4 separate regions of the Mus musculus genome follow, and regions 1, 2 and 4 are each linked to region 3. Evidence: chromatin contacts called from public Hi-C and HiChIP or PLAC-seq data. All regions are on one chromosome and are shown on one strand. Each heading gives the region's core, a stretch centred on a gene start, on an enhancer-like site or on the middle of the called end of the contact. The rest is flanking DNA. Distances are from core to core; before and after follow the strand shown.

Region 1 (3,206 bases), core at 237-2,736, 240 kb before region 3:
ACCATCTTCTTTAGATCGCTGAGTCAAATGATCAAATGAGAGCCCACTTCCCAGGCCACCCCTTCCTCTGAAGCTACAGCTTGCCTTCCATTCAGATGTTCCTCTCTGCACCACACTGCTTTTCTCCAGGGCCTTGGGAAGTGGGAAGTCCTCCTGCATACTTCTGGCAGGTAGAGTAAAGGCATCTGCTTCCTCTCTGGGTATGTTAAGGTAACATCATTTTTTTTTTCTTCAGATTCCCAGGCCCCATAAGGCCAAGGCTGCTGGATGAAACACGGGTGTCTTCGCATCAGTAGGAGATTAGTTTTTTTTTTTTTCTTTGTCTCACTCCCTGCATCTTTGGATTTTCATTTTTGCTCTTCTCCATGTTTGACTCTCAAAAGCTCATTGGTGTTTGTGCTTTGGAATTCTCCTTCTCCGTTCCCTATGCTATTGCCTTGGATAAAATCCAAGTTTTATTCCTAAAGGAAAGGGTTCTCAAAGATTTCATCTCTCAGTTTTCAAAACTTCCCAGGCTGATCCCAAATGGCATATTTCAGATGGCACCCTTGTCTGCCTAGCTGGGTTAGGTTTAGAACTTTGAGCTTGTTTTGCTTCTTTGTGCTTTTTAGGACTTTTTATAGAGGCTGATCGAGTCCTCCAATTAATTAGTATTTTAGAGAATGTGTTTCAATTTCCCTTATTTATTCCTGTAGAAATCTAAGCTTAAAGCATTAAGAGTCAGACAACAACAGTGACATCAATAATAATAAAGCTTCATTTTAAGCTCCCTGGGGACATGAACCCTTTCCTAGCTTCTGACATTTAGTAGCTATGCATTCAAAGTCCCGTGAATGGCACTGAAGGAACATGATTGATATTTATCCTTTCCTGTCGTTGTTGGAAGGGACCTGAGACCTTTTCTGGTTAGAGGTGACTCCAATGCAGGGACAGAACTGAATAATCAGAATTCACACATGTGCTGGGGCAGGGCCAGGGTCTTCATTAATATCTCTGTGTTTCAAGATTCCTCCATCCTTTGCTTCAGCCAGGCTGCTCGCCCAAGCTGTATTTCATTCTCTTTCATAACACATATTTTAAAAATGAGCAGTAATATGGATGTTAGGAGTTTGAAACATTGCTGTCTTTCATGAGGCCGTGTAGTCTGCGGGCAATGGGGAGAAAGTCTCCCATAATGAAAGAGCTGGATTGGGTTTCCTGATGGCCAGCCCCTCTCCTCTCCTAACAACCATCTGGATGTCTGCATGGAGGCCAGATTGCCTGTTATGTCCACCAAGTGAGCTGCCGTGCCCTGGAACAGCAACATAGAAAACAGCAACCCCAGAAGCCTGTCATCTCCCTGTCATCCCTGTGGCAGTCAGCATTCTTCCAACTTTCAGACACTGAGTTCATCTCTGTGAATTTGGAGAGTGACAGCTGTGGAGATCGTGGGGGCAGGTGGAGAGGGTCGGGCCAGCAGATGCATTTGGACAAGTCTCAGATGAGGTGGCGAAGAGGCAGGGTTCCAGCTGAGGAAACCACAAGGCGCCATCTCCGGGGTTCTCTGCACACTCACTTAAGAAAACAATACCTGCTTATTGGTTGAATAGTAGTTTCCTTTCTCCACTTCACTTTATTGAATAGAAGGTGGGAGATTGGGGCCCTTTGTGTGCTGCTCCAAGCTCTGCAATTCCTTCCCCTTTGTTTCTGAGAATAAGCAAATCATGGAAAGGCTGAAAAGTCTCTTTCTTTAAGAAAAAGAGAGAGTGCTGGCATGATTTGGTGTTTAATTGGGGTTTCTTGTCTGTTCTGGATTAGTGGGTCCTCCCTCGCCTGGAATGTGGGTGTTGTGACTGACTCTCAAGTTTCTTCCTAAGTTGTGATGAGTTGTTGTGAATTGTTCAGCAGCGCTAGCCTTTCTAGAGCTGAGAGCTCAGTTACCAACACACAAACACACAAATATTTCCACACATAAAATGGTAGCCACTTACCAAGTCAGTTGGAGTAATTTTGCATCACAGACCTGAGTTTTATGCCCATTCATAAAATAGCCTTCTCCAAAGCACCCAGTGGTATATGTTTGACACAATACTACACAGGGGAAACAGCTAGCAGGTCATTTCATTTACCTGAAAAAGTCATTATATTTTTATTATTATTGTGATTACATATTACCACTAATATGTAACCCCCTGTCACAGAAAAGGGGGTAGTGCATTCTCAGGTAACTTGGTAGTGCAAAGTCAGAAGTCTCTGACTGCCTTCAGGACTTGGCCTGCAGTCGACTTTTTGGTTGGAGTATGGTGTGGGCATGGTTTTATGTTGACATAGGAAGAATTTATGGGTTTCTCAGACAAAAGTCTCGTGAGTTAGGATTATTACTCCTCACAGCTGGGATAATGTACCTTGACAAGAGCTACTTGAGGAAGGGAAGGATTCTTTCGGTGGTTCATTATGGAAGGAAGGCATAGAGGTTGCTGACCACAATGGATCTGCAGTCACGAAGCAGAGAAAGAGGAATGTGGGGAATCTGTTCCCTCTTTTCTTTTTACTGAATTTGGAACCCCACCCATGGAATAGTACTCTCTATAATCTTTGCGCTTCAGTTAACCTAATCTAGAAGCTCTCTTAAAGACACACCCAAAAGCTGGTTTCTAAATCCTCCCAAGTTAGCAATCAAGTTGAGAATCCTAGCAGGAGGCTAGCTTACTTACATAATGAACACCTACTCTTCTGTTCCCTCACACTTATATACTGGATAGTCACAACATGCAGTTGCATACTCAACACACAGATATCTGCCTGAATTTAAGTAGTTTGCATTATAGGGAGTTACAGATGTGATTGTCTACAGGTGTTCTTTCACTTCAGCTGCTAACCCTTCTTCAATTTGACCTCAGGCATTTAGTCCTAGCATCCTATTATGCTGTATCCATTGTTAAAGTGGTCTAGTCTCATTCTGTTGAATAACTGAATCTTATCAGAACCTTTATCTAGTGACCAGGAAGAGGGTGGGGTTGTTTCTATCACAGGACTATTCTCTGACCCTAGAACTGTTCTAAAGTATTGAAGTGGAGAAGCGTCCTCTAGCTTCTAGCTGTGTACTACTGATTATGTCTGTCCTGAGCATGACAGTTGTGTATCTATGTGGTGTTTGTTACAGAGAACTCTCAACAGAGCTGGTAAGATAATGCCTGGGACCAGGATAGTGAGAACACCAAGTAAGA
Region 2 (3,294 bases), core at 553-3,052, 150 kb before region 3:
GCCAAAAAGTGGGAGTGGGTGGGTAGGGGAGTGGGAGGGAGGGTATTTTGGGATAGCATTGGAAATATAAATGAGGAAAATACCTAATTAAAAAAAAAGACTCTATACCAGGAATTGCTTTAATAGTTGAAAATAAATAAATAAATAAAGGCTTCCCAAGTCAGAGGCAGTGAACTCAATTACCCTATGGAGCTTAGTCTCATTCCTTGTCTCCTTTCTTGTGCTCTATAGAAACTGCACCACCCCAGGCTCGCATGACCCACTGAAATTGGAAGGGCATAGTGTGTAGGCTCATCTTCCATAACCATGGAGGAGAAATGGCCTTCACAGCACTGCTGCCATTTCTACTTCCCAGTTAGTGCTGTCTCCCTTCCAGAGCAGGCCCATTTGATCCCTATGTTGCATCTGGCTTCCATAAGAGGGTGTGCGGTGGCCAGCACACTGCTGAAGCAGCAACAGTAGTTCCAGAATACATAATGTATTACACAGCAGTGGGCTTCTACCGGAGTGCCAGGGAGTCTGAGATGAGTTTCCTTTCTCTCTTGTTAAATATCTCCCTAATACAAAAACATACGTATCGTGAACGAATCTTTCATGCCATAGCTACGACCTTACCACCAGCCATCATTCAGATGATAATGGAACGCTGATGATATTAGGGGTGTGGCGGGGAAATGAATGAGCTGTTTACTCACCCAGGCAGTGCTCAGAATCTCTGGGTTGGAACTGAAATGGGACAGTGCTTGCCATAAGATGAGCTGTCCAGATTTTCAGCTTTCAGCATAATGGCTGGTTTGATGACTGTTTTACTTATTTTCAAAGACAATTTGGACTCTGTCCTCTCAAAGGGTCACCACTGAATGTCCATTTCATATGGTGGGGAGTCATTTTTGGATTTACTGTGTGGAAGAGTCTGTGTAGCTTTTGCTTTGGAGATAACTTCTTCAAAAGTAGACTACACGATTCCTTTCCTGTCTTAGCTGGGGGTGGGAGGGTTGAAATCCTTGTTAAGTGTAAAACCTGGGTGATGGGACTTTGTCAACAGTGCTACAGGACTGTCACTTGCAGGACTGGAGCTGCAGAACAGAAAGGTTTCTGGGTCACCTTTGCAGCCAGGAGCACAGGGATGTATGCCAAATCTGCCGTGACCACCCAGCTAACAGCTCAGCTCAGCTCAGCATGTGCTGCTAAGAGTCATGACAAATCACACAATTCCTTTCAAGTCTTTCAGGATCAGACATCAGAAATAGTTACTCTTTTAATTAAAATGGTCCTTTGACAATTTGATGCATGGATATAATGCATTCTGATGAGCCTTACCCCCAACTCTCCCCTATGTCGCTCTGAAAAATTCCTTTCCCACATTCATGTCTTCTGGGTTTTGGCTGCCTGTGACCACAGGTTTGAAGTTATTCATTGGAGCCGGTGGGCTCAACAGTGAGCATACATCTGAAGACTGTCAGTAGCCAATAGTTTACCCGCTTTTATTTTGAGACATCTCTCACTAAAGTCCTTGATCTCTACAATCTCATGCAGGCTTTGAACTTTTACCCTCAGTAATTGGGTATTCCTTCCAGTAGTTGGAATCACAAGGCTGTGTGTCCAGGCCCAGCTTTCTCCTTGACTCATTCATTAAGGGCAAGTGTATCAGTGCTGCCCTCACCTCTAGAGTCAGATGGGGCTTTCTTCCTCTCAGGAAGTTCCTGGTACGAATGAAGAAGAGAGGAACAACTGAGTGTGAATAAGCATAAGGAAATGCATGTGTGTAACTGTGGGGCTGCACTCCTGGTATCAGCAGGGGCTACATTTCCTCACTGCCTGGGGTTTCATGACTGAGCTACATGGAGCAGAACCCCCTAACTGTCTCTGAAACCCTTCCTCATTCAAACAAACACCAAAGTAAAAGAAATAGCTAGTGACCACTTCTAAAAACAAATCAAGATGGAGCTCTGTACTGACTAAATGTTTTGTTTTTGTTTTTGTTTGGTTTTGTTTGGTTTTGTTTGGTTTTGTTTTTTACAAATGATGAACTAATTAGGCTCTCGAAGAGAAAGATCAATGATAGCCACTAACGAATTAGAATGTTTATCATGATATACTACAATAAAAGTTGTTTTAAAACTACAAACCGTTTCTAGAACTTTCTGTCTGTAGTTCAAGCTATGTAAAGTGAAACTGGATCTGAGGTTTGCTGAACCCTTCACAGGATGTGGGGGTCTCAGCTGAAAGGCAATCCTGCTGGTTTCTGTGCAGTGGAGATGAGAGCAGAGTCACTGTGGAGGGCACATCCTCTTCCCAGGAAGCTCTTCGTTATTCTCTCTCCCTCTACTCTTCTGTGCCCACTCAGGGCAGAAGTCAAGATGGAGACAAAGGGCTTTAAGTGGCCACAGCTTTGGGCTCCTGACACCTGTTGCTCTTGGTTCACTCTCAACAGTGAAAGCAGGAAGGACTCCTGGGGAAGTGAGCTCCTTCAATCTCTGACACATTCTCTTCTTACCTTTGCCTTGGTCGTGAGATCTTACCACAGCAATAAGCAAGTAAGGAAGATCCCAATTCAGAAGTCTTACAACTCATACAAAGAGCAGCTTCCTGCAGCGGTTAATGCTGATGATTAGGTGACAAAATGGGGTTGACTTTGGAGGAAGCCAGTGTCACCATCATTTGTTAACTTGGGGTGTGCAGTGAAGTTCCCTGATTCAGCCACACCCAAGAGCAAGATCCTGGAGATGACTGGTTGATTGTTAGGGCTTCCTTTCTCTAGAACACAGGATGCTGCTGACTGAGAGCCAGCCTTGGCTTATCCTTAGTTCCCTTAATAGCTATTTATGGGCAGCCCTTGTATACGGCCTAACATCCTTTTGATTATCAAGTAAACCTTTGAAATATATTAACTTAGCAGACTAATGGCCTCTACTAAGACCACAGCTAAGAACATTATCAGAAAACATTTGAGGTCCATATCAGAGACTTCCCTGTTTTGGTGTGCCATACCTACCTGGTATTTTACACCAATGTATTTGGTAATCACCTTGATTTATGACTTTCTTTTGATCTGTGAATATAAAATTTGCATGTAACTGCCTCTGTGGTAGAATATTTTATTTGGAATATCCTGGGTTGTAGCCACTCATATTTCTCTCAGAATATACTTCCTCTTACTCATTTTGGAGAAGGGTTGCATTTTATATTGCCACAGGAAAAGGGGCTGGACCAGTTGTCATTTCTATATAGAATAGGTGAACTTTTTATGTTGTGATCCTTCTAAGCATCCTCTAGACCAAAGAGTGGTAGACA
Region 3 (3,148 bases), core at 111-2,610:
ACAAAGGAGGAGTGTTCCTCTTTCTCCACATCCTCGCCAGCATCTACTGTCACCTGAATTTTTGATCTTAGACCAATGGAATAGAATTGAAGACCCAGAAATGAACCCACACACCTATGGTCACTTGATCTTTGACAAGGGAGCTAAAACCATCCAGTGGAAAATAGACAGCATTTTCAACAAATGGTGCTGGCAGAACTGGCAGTAGCTCCCTTTTATATTGCACGGCTGCACAGGTATACTATTTAGGTGCCTCTGAGATGAAGAATGCCAAGGTCTAGTCCCCACAACAATTCTCATCAGACAAGCAGGGCTGGGGCACATCTCAAACAAGTTTGCACAACAGAGGGTGTGAAGGGGCGAGGGGCAGACTACCTGGCATCAAACCTGGCTTTATCAGCACCATCCACAGTGGGAAATCCTCGTGTCTGCCTCCTTGGATGAAAACAGGGATTAGACCCATCTGGTATTGAGGGGAGTTAATGAAATTAAGGCACCTGGCATTTACTGAACACTTCTTTAAGGCAGGCAAAGCACCATAGAGAAATGTCATAGCTATTCAGAGAAGACAACTGGGCTGCAAGGCTGGACAGCCCAGACCAGCTCTGACAAGATGGATAAGATATATACAGGCAGGGACACTCATGATATTCACAGAGTTTTCCACACATAGGGATGGAGGTTCACAGATCTCTCTGGGGATACACTGAGGTGTTCAAGAAGCTGAGTTAGTTCAAATCGTCTGATGGTGGGCAGAATGTCGGCACCTGCCCAGTACACCTCTCATCAAATCTGGCATCTTCTTCTCATTATCTACAGGATTCCAGCTTCCAGTATTGTGGACCCAGGGCTGTGTGTTCCTTACAGTGCACTCTAGGGATCTGTATGCCTAATACAGGCAGCGCTAACATAGGCTCTGGGGGTCTGGATTGGAGCTGGGACCTCCAATCCACACCTGCGTTGACATCACCAGGCCTCACCTGCCGGAGCGGAAGGCCTGAGGATCTTGGGGCGCTGGGGGCGGGGGCCATCTGCTCCAGCCCCACAAATGAGTCCTTCTCCCAGAGAGTGAGAGCCGGTTGATTAAAATGCAGCCCGCTGCCAGAGGGCGAGGCGCGCAGCTGGACAGCAGCTTCTCCGGAGCATTTGCAAAAGCCTCTCTCACAGCTGGAGCGACAGTTGCCCCTGCGCCACTGGCCGGCCATTGTGAACTGCAAAGAGTCCTTCTTTGGGCGGAAGCAGAAGTTCACCCAGCTGTCAAATATTTGAAATGTAAAAAGCTCAGGGTGCTGGGGGAAGGGAGAAGACACAGACCACGTCAGAGGAAATGCAAGCTGCCCAGGGGTGGAGGAAGCCGTGGGCTGAGAGTTCACTTTGAGCAATCAATAAGGCCTTCAGAGTCAGAAGAGTAAGACAGTTCCGGAGAGGGCAGAGCCGCCAGAGGCTCAGGATGGCAAGAGCCAGCCGGGGCTGGAAGCTACTCAGATCGCCCCAGCCCCAGTGGTGACAGGGCTTCTGAAGGACAGATGGCATTTCCTGGATCCCTCTTGGCTGCTCCCCTCCTACCGACAGGGTGGTTCCTCTGTAGAACACCTGCTCTGGCTTCATACCCTTTACATTGCACTGTAAAGCTGGGACCCAAAGCATCACTCGGGGCGTGAACCTATAGTGCAGCCTCCCTTCCTGTCTCTGGGTACCACTTCCTTCTCTCCTTGGCTTCCCTTGCTCTCTGGGCAGTCTTCAAAACAAGCTTGGGGTCCAGATCCCTTGCTTATCACAGGACCAGCACAGAGCATCGATTGGTTTTGCTTCCATTTACAGTCCTTAACATTTTAAAACTCCGTATTGACTGTGGCAAAAACTTCTTTATGTAATCCACTAGGAAAGGGTAAAGCTGTCAAACCTGCTAGAATTCCCAGGTCCAGCACAGCAGGCTGATGAAGACCCATGCAGCTATGCTTACACACTCTACTCCAAGTTTCTGAATCCTAAGAGTACCTGAGCAGGCTTTGGGCCAAGCAGGATATCTCTCTTGGGCAGTAGAGGAACCCGAGATGTGTCCCCATCAAAGGCAGGTTCTCTTATTGTCACACTTTTGATTGGCTTGTCTGCACTTTGCAGCCTGCTTGGTGGCTTAGTCTTGCTTCTGTTCCTACACACACACACACACACACACACACACACACACTAAAGCAGGCCTCTTTGCATTTGAGGGTTTTGTTTCTCCCTCTCTGTCTCTGTCTCTGTCTCTCTGTCTCTCTCTGTCTCTCTCTCTCTCTCTCTCTCTCTCTCTGTGTGTGTGTGTGTGTGTGCGCGCGCGCGTGTGTTATCAGGCTTCTTCTTATAAAAAAATGCATAACTATATACTAGTCCCTGTTCACAAAGTCATCACGGTCCACAACATGACCTAAGTGGAACTCACGGAGGTCCTGTCTACCCTCAGCAGTCTCCAGAGGGTTCTGGTTAGCCTGTCTCCACCCTTCTCTGGAGTTGCTACCTGCCACTTCCAGGCTTTACTTAAATCTCATCCTGAAATGTTGGAGTTCAAGAGAAGAGAGATGCAGAGAGCTGTTACCTATCCCAGAGGAGCCAAAGACCACATGTCCATCATAGCGGGCCTGCAAAGCAGGCCTCCCCTCTCTTGAAATGTTCTTGAGGTCTTTACAACGTCTGAACACTGGAGAGGAGCCACACCTGCATTTCTCTTGGGAATGTTCCTCATTTTATCAATGAAATCCAAACAGAATGGATAAGTTCGTATTGGAGAACGGAGCTTGAAGGCAGAAAGGAGTTAGCATCCTACAGCAGCAGGGATGGATGCTCAGCCCTAGGTATGGGGGACTCTGAACAAAGATGGGGTGAGGAACATACAGCTCTTTGAGTGCTATTACCCAGGACCTGGGATGGGGACCTGAGTGGTATCTAAGACAGAAGAAGAGTGCCATGTGACAGAGGTGTGTGGTGGTGGTAGAGTTACAACTTCTAAGAAAAAAGAATGATGTATTTGGCTATAGAAACAAGGAGACCCTCAGTGCTGAAATACTGTTTCTGAGCCAGTCATTCAGTGGACAATAGTGTCATCTGCCCACAATAGTGGACAAATCCATCTTTTTGTCTCCCCAAGACTCCCAGTACAAAGTGGACAGAA
Region 4 (2,840 bases), core at 153-2,652, 230 kb after region 3:
CTCCCTCCCTCCCTCCCTCCCTCCCTCCCTCCCTCCCTCCCTTCCTTCCTTCCTTCCTTCCCTCCTGACTTCCATCTTGTGATTTCTTTCTGTTCTCTGAGGACTCGCCACACAGCCCAGGCTGGCCTCAAACTCATGGCAAACCTGCTCCAGCCTCTCATCTCCTCCATCATTTACCTCCTTCCAAGTTGCTCCTCCAGGGAGCACTCTCTGTGTTGCATATGATCTCTGAAGAGATTGACTCCACCCACGGACCCCTTGGCAGAATTCTATGAGAAGATGTTGTCATCTTCAAATTCCATCCATCCATCCATCCATCCATCCATCCATCCATCCATCCATCCCATGTGACTGTGGAAGTGCTGGTAGCCAGGTACTCAATGGATGGGTAGCAGGCAGAATTTGAGTTCTCCACAGTATCGGGAAGTGTAAGGTCTTCTCTTCAGTTTCCATAGGACAGATGGGAGTGCCTTCCTCCTCACAGATGCAAAGCTGGTGTCCTCGCCCTTTACCCTGATGCCTTAGCACTCATTATCCTCTCTAGTTTAAATGTGACACGAACGCCCTTGGGCTTGTGTGCTTGAGCAGGTGGTCCCAGGTGCTGGTGCTTCCTGGAATCATTAGGAGGCGAAACTTGGCTGGAGAAGGTGGGACACCGAGAACGAGTTATAGCTGGTTGTGCTTCTTGGTCTACTCAGATATAAAAAGTCTTAGATGTAAACACCCAGCACCATTAACCTGCCCAGTCCAGCACCCCTCTTTGTCATAACCAAACCTAAAACATGAACCCTATTTTTGTAAGTTTTTACAATGTTTTGTAAATTTGGACAGATTTCTTGCATGCATGAGGATGATATGAACAAAGGGGACTGGGAGGGCTCTGCAAGGCTTGGTCAGGCCCCGAGTGGAATTTCAATGGACAGAAGGTAGAAAGCAATTGTGTATTTGGGGGACAATAGTACAGACGTCAGACAACCTATTAGTGTGGCCTGAAATGTGGCCTTCCCCCACTCAAGGGTCACTTCATGATTCTTTCCCCGGTGGACTGCAGGTTATACTGAACAGCAAGCAGGTAAGTGGGCCTATTTGGAACATGATTCAGCCACTCAAGTGCATAGAGGACTTCAAGGACTTTGGGCTGACGACGCATCAGAGAGAGCATGGAGAAGATCATCAGAACAGAGGTGAGGAGTCAGCAAGATGGGCTTGGAGGCCTGAGGTGCGTCCATATGAAACGGAAGAGGTCCTGGGTAGTTAGCATCTTGGGTAGGTCCTGAAGTGTAGCCAGATGAGGGGCTTCAGTGTACTGCATCTTCATTGAAGAACACAGTGCCTGCCATCTCATGTTTGGCATCATCAATTGTACTGTTCATTCGTGCCTGTCATAAAAATGCTGTGTCTGGGGACTGTCTCCCTTTAAACACTCTGGGCTTTCCCCACAGTGTGCATCCTCCGCAGGTGCATTTGTGGTTATTTTGCAAAAACGGAAACTTGCTTTGTTGTAACTTTCCCTCTGGGGTGGGGGGTCTCTTTCCATTGTCTCTGTCTCCTAATTGGTATTTGTTATAAATCCCAGTTTAGTCTCATCTGCAAGCTTCATTATGGTGCTGATTACCCCTTTGTCGTTAATAAAAACATTCCGTGATTATTTACCATCCATTGTGCACTCACAATGCCTTAGGAGCTCTGCAGAGGAGCACATTCCACTCTGGGCAGCCTCATTTTCTCATTCCTGAAAGGTTCTCCTCAAATGTCTGAGCACAATTGGGCTTTTGTCCTTTTGTGGATCCCAAATGAATTATGATTGAGGATATGTACGCTGGGTGGACTCTGCAAGCCAAATCCTCAGAGTCTCACGGAAGGGAGTCTACCTGCCTAACTGGGAGTTCCTCACTGACTGTAAAGAATCTGCAGTTAAGAATCTGTGCATGAGGACTTGTGGTATATGGTTCAGTCCATAACGTGCCCACTGTACAAGCATGATAAACCGAGTTCAGATCTCCAGCACCCACTTAAAGGCCAAATATAGCAGCATGTGTAGATAGCCTGGTGTTATGGGAAAGAGATAGGTGGATGCCAGAAGCTCATGTCTCCATCAGCCTAGTTGATTCAGTGAGCTCCTGATACATTTGCTGGGGCAGTGTTCTCTGCACCATGCTGCCAGGGAAAGGCAGAATTATAACTTCCCAAAAACTGAACACCAGGAACTCATGAATGTGTGACCTTGTCAGCAGAATGGTCTTTCTGATGATCAAGGTGAGTTTCTCCGTGTGGCCATAACTGTCAATCACAGGCACATGGGGGAGAATACCACATGCTGTTGGAGACAGAATAGGATTACATATATATATATATATATATATATATATATATATATATATATATATATATATATATGTGTGTGTGTGTGTGTGTGTGTGTGTGTCTGTGTTTATGTGTACGTGTACATATATGTACACACATACACACATACCAGCTGGAGAAGGTCAAGGGCTGTTAGATACTACTACCAAGAGGAAACAAAGATACATGAGTGATTCTTCAACACAGTCCTCAGAAGGTTCCAACCCTGAAGACACTTTCATCTGGGCCTTCCTGGCTACCAATCTGTGAGACAATGACTATAGGCTGTTCTACCTACATGGTGTGGTCCTTTCTTACAGCACCCAGGAAGCTCCACATCCCCTCAGAATCTTGACAAAGAAAGCCAAGTTTCTGTGCCACCCTAAGGTCACACTGGAGTAACTTTATTGCCAGCATACACATAAGATCAAGCCACTTGCCTGTGTTTGTCAGACTGGGCCTCTTCTTCAACACTCATTTCCTCGGTTAACGCCTAT

What was found. HiChIP or PLAC-seq counts read pairs in DNA pulled down with a chosen protein or histone mark. A called contact is a pair of places that touch in the nucleus more often than the background predicts.
Region 1: a contact with region 3 is called in a CTCF HiChIP or PLAC-seq map of CD8 T cells, with 6 read pairs. The contact joins two enhancer-like sites. A contact is called at or near these places in 2 of 15 datasets of contacts at CTCF or cohesin (CD8 T cells and large pre-B cells), 1 of 484 Hi-C or Micro-C datasets (cerebellum) and 2 of 115 datasets of contacts at active chromatin or transcription factors (CD8 T cells and stem cell-derived neural progenitor cells).
Region 2: a contact with region 3 is called in a BATF HiChIP or PLAC-seq map of CD8 T cells, with 9 read pairs. The contact joins two enhancer-like sites. A contact is called at or near these places in 1 of 15 datasets of contacts at CTCF or cohesin (CD8 T cells), 3 of 484 Hi-C or Micro-C datasets (Th1 cells, nephron progenitors and pre-B cells), 3 of 115 datasets of contacts at active chromatin or transcription factors (CD8 T cells, effector CD8 T cells and memory CD8 T cells) and 1 of 9 other capture datasets (embryonic stem cells).
Region 4: a Hi-C map of regulatory T cells shows a contact between it and region 3, with 2.7 times the contacts expected there. The contact joins two enhancer-like sites. A contact is called at or near these places in 1 of 39 promoter capture datasets (hippocampal neurons), 1 of 15 datasets of contacts at CTCF or cohesin (large pre-B cells), 36 of 484 Hi-C or Micro-C datasets (B cells, the HPC-7 cell line, the N1E-115 cell line and 21 more) and 5 of 115 datasets of contacts at active chromatin or transcription factors (bone marrow-derived dendritic cells, differentiating embryonic stem cells, embryonic forebrain and 2 more).

Annotation. Positions count from the first base shown.
Region 1 is chr12:25,828,930-25,832,135 of GRCm38.p6, forward strand. No RefSeq gene overlaps it. Among named protein-coding and RNA genes, the nearest start is that of Gm29835, 150 kb to the right of the region's middle. Within about 2 kb of position 1,487, at least 5 of the 459 cell types and tissues checked have an H3K27ac peak or open chromatin away from gene starts, as enhancers often do. A contact at or near this core is called in CD8 T cells and cerebellum, where this site is marked.
Region 2 is chr12:25,916,434-25,919,727 of GRCm38.p6, forward strand. No RefSeq gene overlaps it. Among named protein-coding and RNA genes, the nearest start is that of Gm29835, 61 kb to the right of the region's middle. Within about 2 kb of position 1,803, at least 26 of the 459 cell types and tissues checked have an H3K27ac peak or open chromatin away from gene starts, as enhancers often do. A contact at or near this core is called in CD8 T cells, Th1 cells, effector CD8 T cells and 1 more, where this site is marked.
Region 3 is chr12:26,067,176-26,070,323 of GRCm38.p6, forward strand. No RefSeq gene overlaps it. Among named protein-coding and RNA genes, the nearest start is that of Gm29835, 90 kb to the left of the region's middle. Within about 2 kb of position 1,361, at least 104 of the 459 cell types and tissues checked have an H3K27ac peak or open chromatin away from gene starts, as enhancers often do. A contact at or near this core is called in CD8 T cells, Th1 cells, cerebellum and 3 more, where this site is marked.
Region 4 is chr12:26,301,594-26,304,433 of GRCm38.p6, forward strand. No RefSeq gene overlaps it. Among named protein-coding and RNA genes, the nearest start is that of 4930549C15Rik, 44 kb to the right of the region's middle. Within about 2 kb of position 1,403, at least 14 of the 459 cell types and tissues checked have an H3K27ac peak or open chromatin away from gene starts, as enhancers often do. A contact at or near this core is called in regulatory T cells, where this site is marked.